2 separate regions of the Sus scrofa genome follow, and region 1 is linked to region 2. Evidence: chromatin contacts called from public HiChIP or PLAC-seq data. All regions are on one chromosome and are shown on one strand. Each heading gives the region's core, a stretch centred on a gene start, on an enhancer-like site or on the middle of the called end of the contact. The rest is flanking DNA. Distances are from core to core; before and after follow the strand shown.

Evidence for each region. HiChIP or PLAC-seq counts read pairs in DNA pulled down with a chosen protein or histone mark.
Region 1: an H3K27ac HiChIP or PLAC-seq map of skeletal muscle shows a contact between it and region 2. The contact joins two enhancer-like sites. A contact is called at or near these places in 1 of 5 promoter capture datasets (liver), 6 of 47 Hi-C or Micro-C datasets (embryonic fibroblasts, heart right ventricle, liver and 2 more) and 1 of 2 datasets of contacts at active chromatin or transcription factors (skeletal muscle).

What each region holds. Positions count from the first base shown.
Region 1 is chr1:111,456,555-111,460,444 of Sscrofa11.1, reverse strand. RORA (nuclear receptor ROR-alpha) reads right to left here. Exons shown (of 11, transcript XM_021073474.1): 5 at 2,306-2,701. Among named protein-coding and RNA genes, the nearest start is that of ICE2, 31 kb to the left of the region's middle. Within about 2 kb of position 1,379, at least 1 of the 83 cell types and tissues checked has an H3K27ac peak or open chromatin away from gene starts, as enhancers often do. A contact at or near this core is called in skeletal muscle, where this site is marked.
Region 2 is chr1:111,394,056-111,397,746 of Sscrofa11.1, reverse strand. The region is part of intron 2 of RORA (nuclear receptor ROR-alpha); the gene reads right to left. Among named protein-coding and RNA genes, the nearest start is that of ICE2, 94 kb to the left of the region's middle. Within about 2 kb of position 1,901, at least 3 of the 83 cell types and tissues checked have an H3K27ac peak or open chromatin away from gene starts, as enhancers often do. A contact at or near this core is called in skeletal muscle, where this site is marked.

The sequences.
Region 1 (3,890 bases), core at 130-2,629, 63 kb before region 2:
AGAGTCCTGTTACATCCTTTTCAGATAAATTCTTCTTTAGTTTTGGGTTTGGGACAAATCTTAGTAACAGTTAATTTTATTCATCCTGGAAAATGCCATAATACATGTGAAAAATCCCTAATTGAAGAGAACATGTAGAATAGATGTGGGCACAGGGCCCCACACCCTCCAGGAGTTGACAGGTTTGCTGGGAAAGGAGAAGCTGAGCCATTTCTGGCTCCACTCAGGAATCAGCACACATTCAGCCCAAGTGCCATGTTCAAGGGCCACACTTAGGTCAAGCAGTGTGGGTTTATTTTGGGTTGAACATATGACAAGCAAACAGGCAGATTCACTAGTAGTTATGATAAAGTAGAAGCAAGCCTAAAGTGAGCCAGGTCATTTTTCACAAGTGCCTGTCAACTTTCAATCATATCCTTATTCATTTCTGAAAATTTTACTTTCATTACAGCCCTGCTTAAGGCTTAGCCAACCAAGATTTCACGACCAAAACGGAAGGTTTTTGTTCTAGTTCAAGAAAAAAAAAAAAAAAAAATCAAACCCACCTCTGCTCAGCTTGGCTTCTAGTTCAGAGGTTTCTCTGTTAATCAAAAGAGCTGTGATACACCTTTAATGCTGTTCAGTGGTTAAAGACCAGGCTTAAAATGTCCCTGCTCTTGAGGATTTAAATTTAGACCCATAAAGAGGTGCTTGTGTAAAAACCGTAAAGAACATTCAATTTGTTCTATTTGGAGAAAGATTTTACTGGAAATATAAATTTCACTTAAAAATGTTTTATGGGGTACAGAGGTGGAGAAACCATCTAAAGAACACAACTGTTCTCTCTGTGAACTAAGAGTGTCTGTGCTCAAGTCAGAACCTGCTGGTTCTTTTCCATCTGAAGTCTCCATTCTCTCCTCGTCTTAACTTAGTCATCTTCACAGCAACTAATTGAAATATCCCAAAGGAGTATAACCTTGTATGAGGAATCATGGGGAGGAGCAGATCAAATTCTCAAACAGCCAAGGTCCTTATCAAAGTTTCTCTAATAATAGTGCTGCACTTAAAAATCGATTAAATATAACAGAGGATGTTAACACAACTTCCTTGAAATGAAAAGTTTTCCATTGTCTGTGTTAACATTTCTAGGTCACATCTCCAGAGAAGCACCAATGTCACAGGAATAAGGAAATGACAGGGTTGTTGGGTTTTGTTTTGTTTTGTTTTGGGGGGCAAGGTGGATCTTCCATGACATACATCTGTTTCATCATTAATATACATCACGAAAACATTTTGGCAAATAAGCCAACTTTCCTTGAAAGTTTAGGGAACACATCAGAGTTGAAAAACGTAGATGCTAACAGGGCCTGAGGAGTGATCTAAATGGGGACAGCGGGATGGGTTCATTTAAAAGGTTAGGACCTAACTGGTACCAGCTGGTTGCTGCCATTCACAAATACTGCTCCAGTGTAACCAGATCATTCTTCTTTCCTCCCACAAGAAACGGAACATCTGAACTTTCTGGTGGAGGCGTCCAGGTTTAAAACTTTAGCAACCAATTTAAAAATTGTAAAGCTCTGTACTTTAGCAACCAGTTCAAAAATTGTAAAGCTCAGAGAAATATGTCTTTGGACCAGCTTGAGTCTGTGGGTTGCCATTCCATGACTTTTGGTATATAAAGCAATACCTAGAATATAACTTAAAGAGGTGAAGTTAATGGGGCCATTCCCTGAGCTTAGACATTTTTTGGTGGAATTTAAAGATGGCTTTAAGTTCATCTTGTCCCAGCTTTGACGCTGAGAGGTCAATGAACTTCTTGGATATACAATGGGAAACAGCGGACAGGCAAAGAGCAAGGGGCCAGGCTGGAATTACGAAGTGGTCCAAAAGGTAAAGCTGAATTGTCCTGCTAGATGCATCATTTTATGGTATTTATTTATTTTTTTAGATACTTTTCTATTTCATTTTATTTTATTTTTTGCTTTTTAGGGCCACACCCACTGCATATGGAGGTTTCCAGGCTAGGGGTTGAATCAGAGCTACAGCTACTGGCCTACACCACAGCCACAGCAACGATGGATCCAAGCCATGTCTGCGACCTACACCACAACTCACGGCAACACCAGATCCTTAACCCACTGAGCAAGGCCAGGGATCAAACCTGCAACCTCATGGTTCCTAGTCAGATTCATTTCTGCTGCACCACGACAGGAACTCCTAGATGCATTATTTTAATAACATAACTCCTTAGCGGAAAGTCAAACATATCCCATTTACTCTGATGGGCACAAGGAATATATCCCAATGGAAACATGGAAGCCGTTACCTAATTCTGCCATGGACACAGTTGGGGAAGTCTCTCCATTGGTGAAAGAGCAGTAGGGAAAGAAGCCTGATGCTGGTGTGTAGTCACATATTGGTTCTGGTTTGATTCCATTGATATCAAGACCTGACTGGTCCGGGGAAGGCTGTATGTCCAGGTAGAAGCTGCTGACGGCAGAGTCTGCCTTGCTGCCCTCAGGGGTGTGGCCGTCAATGTAGTTGCTGAGGTCATCGTGAAGTTCCGTCAGCCCATTGGCCGAGATGTTGTAGGTGGGAGTCAGCGGCTCAGCCTCTCCAGGCTGCTGTTGGTGGTCGCGCTGCTGCTGCTGCATTCGGTGTTTCTGTACTTCTGCATACAAGCTGTCTCTCTGCTTTTTCGACATGCGGCCAAACTTTACAGCTGGAAGAAAAAAGCCACACCACACCATATACAATACGCTTTTCTCCATTCTCCTCTCTGCCATGCTTTAGGAGTTCCTTTGAAATCTCAGACACTCTCAATCCAAAACCAAAGGGCCGCAAAACAAGGACACGGTCCAGGGGTGAAAACAGTCCTGCCCCACACAGGCTCATGCCACATCCCAAACAGCAAAGACACAGCCCAGAGAGGCTATTTCAGAAACAGACCCAAGGCTGATAGACGAAACCCAGAGCAATGACCAGGGTCTTGGTGCTGTCACATGACCCTGCGCTCAGTGGGAGCCACTGAAATGAGACTTAATGGGCTCATTCCCCCTCTACCTAGGCAGCTGGCCTAGACCACCTCCTCTGTCTCTTCACGGTGTTCAGATCAGTGCACAGGGATGCAGAGACTCATGGAGGTACAATGAGTCACAAGCAGTCAAACCTCATCTTGCATTAATTTCACTAATCCGTACAGTGGCATGAGTTTCTTTCTGATCGAACAACCAAATCTGGGGCCTCCTTGAAAAAGTTTAACTGACTGGATGAAGTGTTTGCAGTTCTCTGAGTTACATCTCTGAGTCTCCCCCACCCCACTCCTGGGCCATGCCTCAGGTCTGTGTGAAACCCTTGGACCCCTCTTTAAGGATGATTTTTGGTATACTTGTTTAGCCCCAAGTGAAAAGAATATCAGAATTTTGGAAAGGGCAGACACTGGAAGATCCCTGCTGGGAGAATCTGTGTTTGCAGCCCTTCTTGTGATGTCCCCATATTTAAAGTGGACCAATAGCTGGAGTGACTTTCCAGTTAATTCAGAATCCCAAACGATTTTTCGTGAAACACCTATGTAATTGGGGGGAAAAAATCCTATGACTTCTTGGTCCGAACTCCCCACTAACGCATTTATTTCTCAGTCTGACTCTGTATATGCAGATAAAGCCTCTGCTGGAGGGACTTAGATTCCTAATCGACTATGGTTAAATTTACACCTGACTGGGTGGAAGAATTCATCTATTTGACCACCATCATAATTCCACCAGTCTTAGGGAAGGAGGCAGGATGGATGGACGTGAAACTGGGAATCAGGACCCACCATCCAGGCCAACTGGTGGATTCTTTCCTGCCAAAGAGGTTGTGCTTTCCTTTTGCACAAGAGAAAACAAGTGAGAGCTGGATTCTGGTCAATC
Region 2 (3,691 bases), core at 652-3,151:
TCTGGAGTAAGGAGAGTGGCCCAGATGAGATAACCCTCAGGACCCTCCTGTGATCCTCCACACACCATCCAGCCCATTACCATGGTAATCACGTCTTTGACTGTTTCTTTCCTGCCTCATCTGTCCTGGGTTGAGTGACAGATAAAAGTCCTCTTTTCTATACTCTCCTCATCTTGCCTGCTTGTGGCTTGTCAACAGTACTTTATATAATCAATTCTGGAAATGTTTACCCATCTGCATTATCTGAGGGTTGTTATTTACTGTTCCTCTTATTTTTTTTTCCCCTTGGGGAGGAATTTCGATGTCTCTCTCACAGAGAGACCACAGCAAACAACAAGGATAGATTTTCACAATACTCAGCAGGAAGGGACGCTGTTTTGCTGGCTTCTCTGACAGTCTGAATTCATTGGGAGGGTACATGTGAATTGGTTTCCTGTGTTTTTCTGTGTTTTCAAGCCTGGGTCTTCTCTGTGCTGTTACTCTTAGCTGGAATTAATTTTTGTCCCTTTTCTAGGAAAATATAAATAATTACGCAGTCAGTCTTTTGGATAAAAATGTATGGCTTCATTACCAAAGAGTTAAATAGATCTAACACATCACTTACAGCACTCTCTGATATAATAACATTCCATGTAAACTCTCTGCAGTACTTGAAGATGAAGCATGAAAAGTGAAAAAAACAAGCAAACAACAACAACAACAAAACCCTAGAAGTAAGGAGATTGATTCTAGTCCTTACCCTGCCACTAGCTTAACCTGGGCAGGGTATTTCATCTCCCAACTACCTCCTATGCAAAGTAAACAGATTGGACCAGATGACTTCTAAAGTTTCTATGTGTCGAATAGTCTATAAAATGACCAACTAGCTAAGGGACTCTGGTTTACAGCTATGACACCTTTCACCATCCAAATTCTGCTCCCAGCTGAGTTTTCAACATTCACTCATCAGAACACTGTGCCAACTCATAAACTGACCTCGTCATTTTTCTGGTTAAAATGTCATAATCCACGCCAATGCGCAGAGTGTGAGGGTGCATGATGTAAATAGAATAAATGCCCCAACTTGAACATACCAGAGGTCATAAATGCCAGGACTCATAAATGCCAGGTGTGCAGGGAAGCCTCACCTCTAAGTTCCATGCAGGAGGTTTCATAGGTCTGCAGAAAAGATGCTAGATGTGCCCTCCTCTGTTCCTCAACAACCGTAAAATGACACAGCAAGGCTGAATAGCCTTCAATGCAGAAAGCAGCTCAGTAGAAACTGGATATAATGGCGACTCACTGGTTGGAGAAGAGGTGGCCCTGTACTTCACAGGCCTCTTCTAGGGCAAGGAGGGGAGAATGACTTGGAAATTTGCATGGCCAGGGGAACCCCCCACCTGGCCCAGCACCTGAGTCACAAAAGGAGCGTGATACCTCATATTGCCATAGTCTACTGGAGCCTTCCCAAACTCTTGGCTATTTTGAGCATATCCAACCACTAGAAATGCAGGAGTCCAAATCACAGGGCGTGATAAGCCATGGCTACTCCAGACAGCTGGACTGCCCTGCCTTTGTCATGTATAGCCAGACCAAAAGAGTGGCATTTATGGCATACTTCCTCCCACTGCCTTTTTTTTTTTTAAATCTATAGATAATACCAATAATAAAACTACATCATGAAGCACTCAGTGACAGGCCCAGCACCTTACACATATGATCTCATTTAGTCCTCAAAACAGCCCACCAAGGGGATGCCATTATTGTCCTCATTGATGGTGAGAGAGGTAAGGATCTATCCCATGGTAAGGGCGTCAGATCACTTTTCTTCTGGATAAATCTGCCAAGTGCCAAGTCTTGATCTTGAACACAGGAGGGGGAAACAACCCGCGAGGCAGCTGGCAATGCTATTTACTTCTTCACAGTTTGGGCCTAAGTCCTGACGAACACATATTAAATTACTAAGCGTATCTTTAAATAAATGTGTGCTACAGCTTCTCAAATTCAAAAACAATCTCCCATGTCATAATTACACTGGCTGTGACACGAGCCTCGCCGAGAGTGGATTTTTATTTTAACAAGCTTGAGTAGGTGCACGAGTGTGGGCTGAGCTTTTTGCTCGCTAGTCAATACTTGAAAGCTGGCTGCAACCTTTAATTGAAGCATGCGCCTGTAGCACCAACAGGGCTACAGGGTTTCTAGTATCAAAGACACGCTCCTCCATCCTTTCATGGCCTTACTTCTGTAAGCAGCATGATTGAACTGCGGCACCACAGAAACTTGTTTTTCCTCCTCCTGGCAGCGCAAGCCAAAACACTACTGCCCCATTCATCTCAACAACATCATAATGAAGTCCTGGAATCAATTTATAACAAGCAAAGTGCACGAATCCATTGAAGGAGTCTGCTGGCGGATGCCTTTCATATATCTCTGCACAGCCCATGAGAGGCAAAGTGTCCACGCAGAAATCCAAATCATACCAGAGAAGGGTCTTTTGCTACATCCAGAAATCTTCCCCCACCCCCCATTCCCTGAAAAGATTAAGGGAGAAGGAAGATACTGAGAACATCTAATTGTTGCTGGTGATTCCACGTGCCTTAAAAATGTGGGGCGATCTGCCCGAGTGGCTTACCATCGCCTTCGTTACAAAGAACAACTTCTTTAGAAGGAAACGGGAGCTTTTCAAGGTCTGAACCCCATTGACCTCCTATAGCTGCCTCATTTCCTACAGTCCCTACAGGCAACAGGGAACTGCTTGCCACCCCCAAACTTGTCTCTCTCCCTGTCTAACCTCTAGAGAATTTTCACAAGCACTATCCTTGGATGGAAATACCTGCCTTTGCGTCAAAGCTCAGCTAAGCCTTTGCCCCGCCCAGGAAGCTGTGCCTAACCCCTGAGTCTGATTAGGGCTCCTCCTGTGTGCTCCCAACATACACCCATCACTCCAATCTGGCATTTAAATGGGGTCATGATTTTATTTCTGTCTCGGGTCTTCAGTGGCCTGTGAACTCCTTGAAGGCATGGATTATCTCTTTCTTCCCTCTGCGTCTAGCCCTTCGTATAGTCACTGCCACACAGCAGATGCTCTATAAATAGGTGTTCATATTTGCCTATGTCCCGCTCCACCAGAGTTCTGAAGGAGCCTGCAAACCCCAGTTTGTACCCAGTTTGAGTCTGGAACAATGTATCTTTTGAAGACTTCCATGGGGCAGTGCTGTTGGGTCAGAGTAGCAAGGAAATTAGAAACATGGGCTTGGGGGTGAGGCAGGCTTGGCCTCCAGGGGCATCTCTGCAGTCATGGGCAGGATGCTCTACCTTGGAGGCAGGTGAGAGGCTCACATGCACGTGAAACTCGGGAATCTGCTTCCCCGCGCTTGGCACAGAGGAAGCACTTTAAAGATGGCAGCTTTAGTTAGCATCTGGACTACTGTTTACAGTGGCAGGGCTTGGATCATGCAGAATTTGAAGCCTCTTAGATCACTGATGAGAAATATCCGCCAAGGGGCCCCTTCCATCAGCCCCTATGGGACCAGATCACATAACTGATGTCTTTGGGGCACCTGCAAAGGCCCGGGTTAGAAGGCCACTGTTCATCCAGCGAGATAAGGTTGGAGGAAGTCATTGCCCTGACTTGTGCTGTGTTTACATGATGTGTCCCATGCCTGCGTGAGCACAATGAGGCTGGTGTTGTTCACAATGCTTGTTCAGTGCC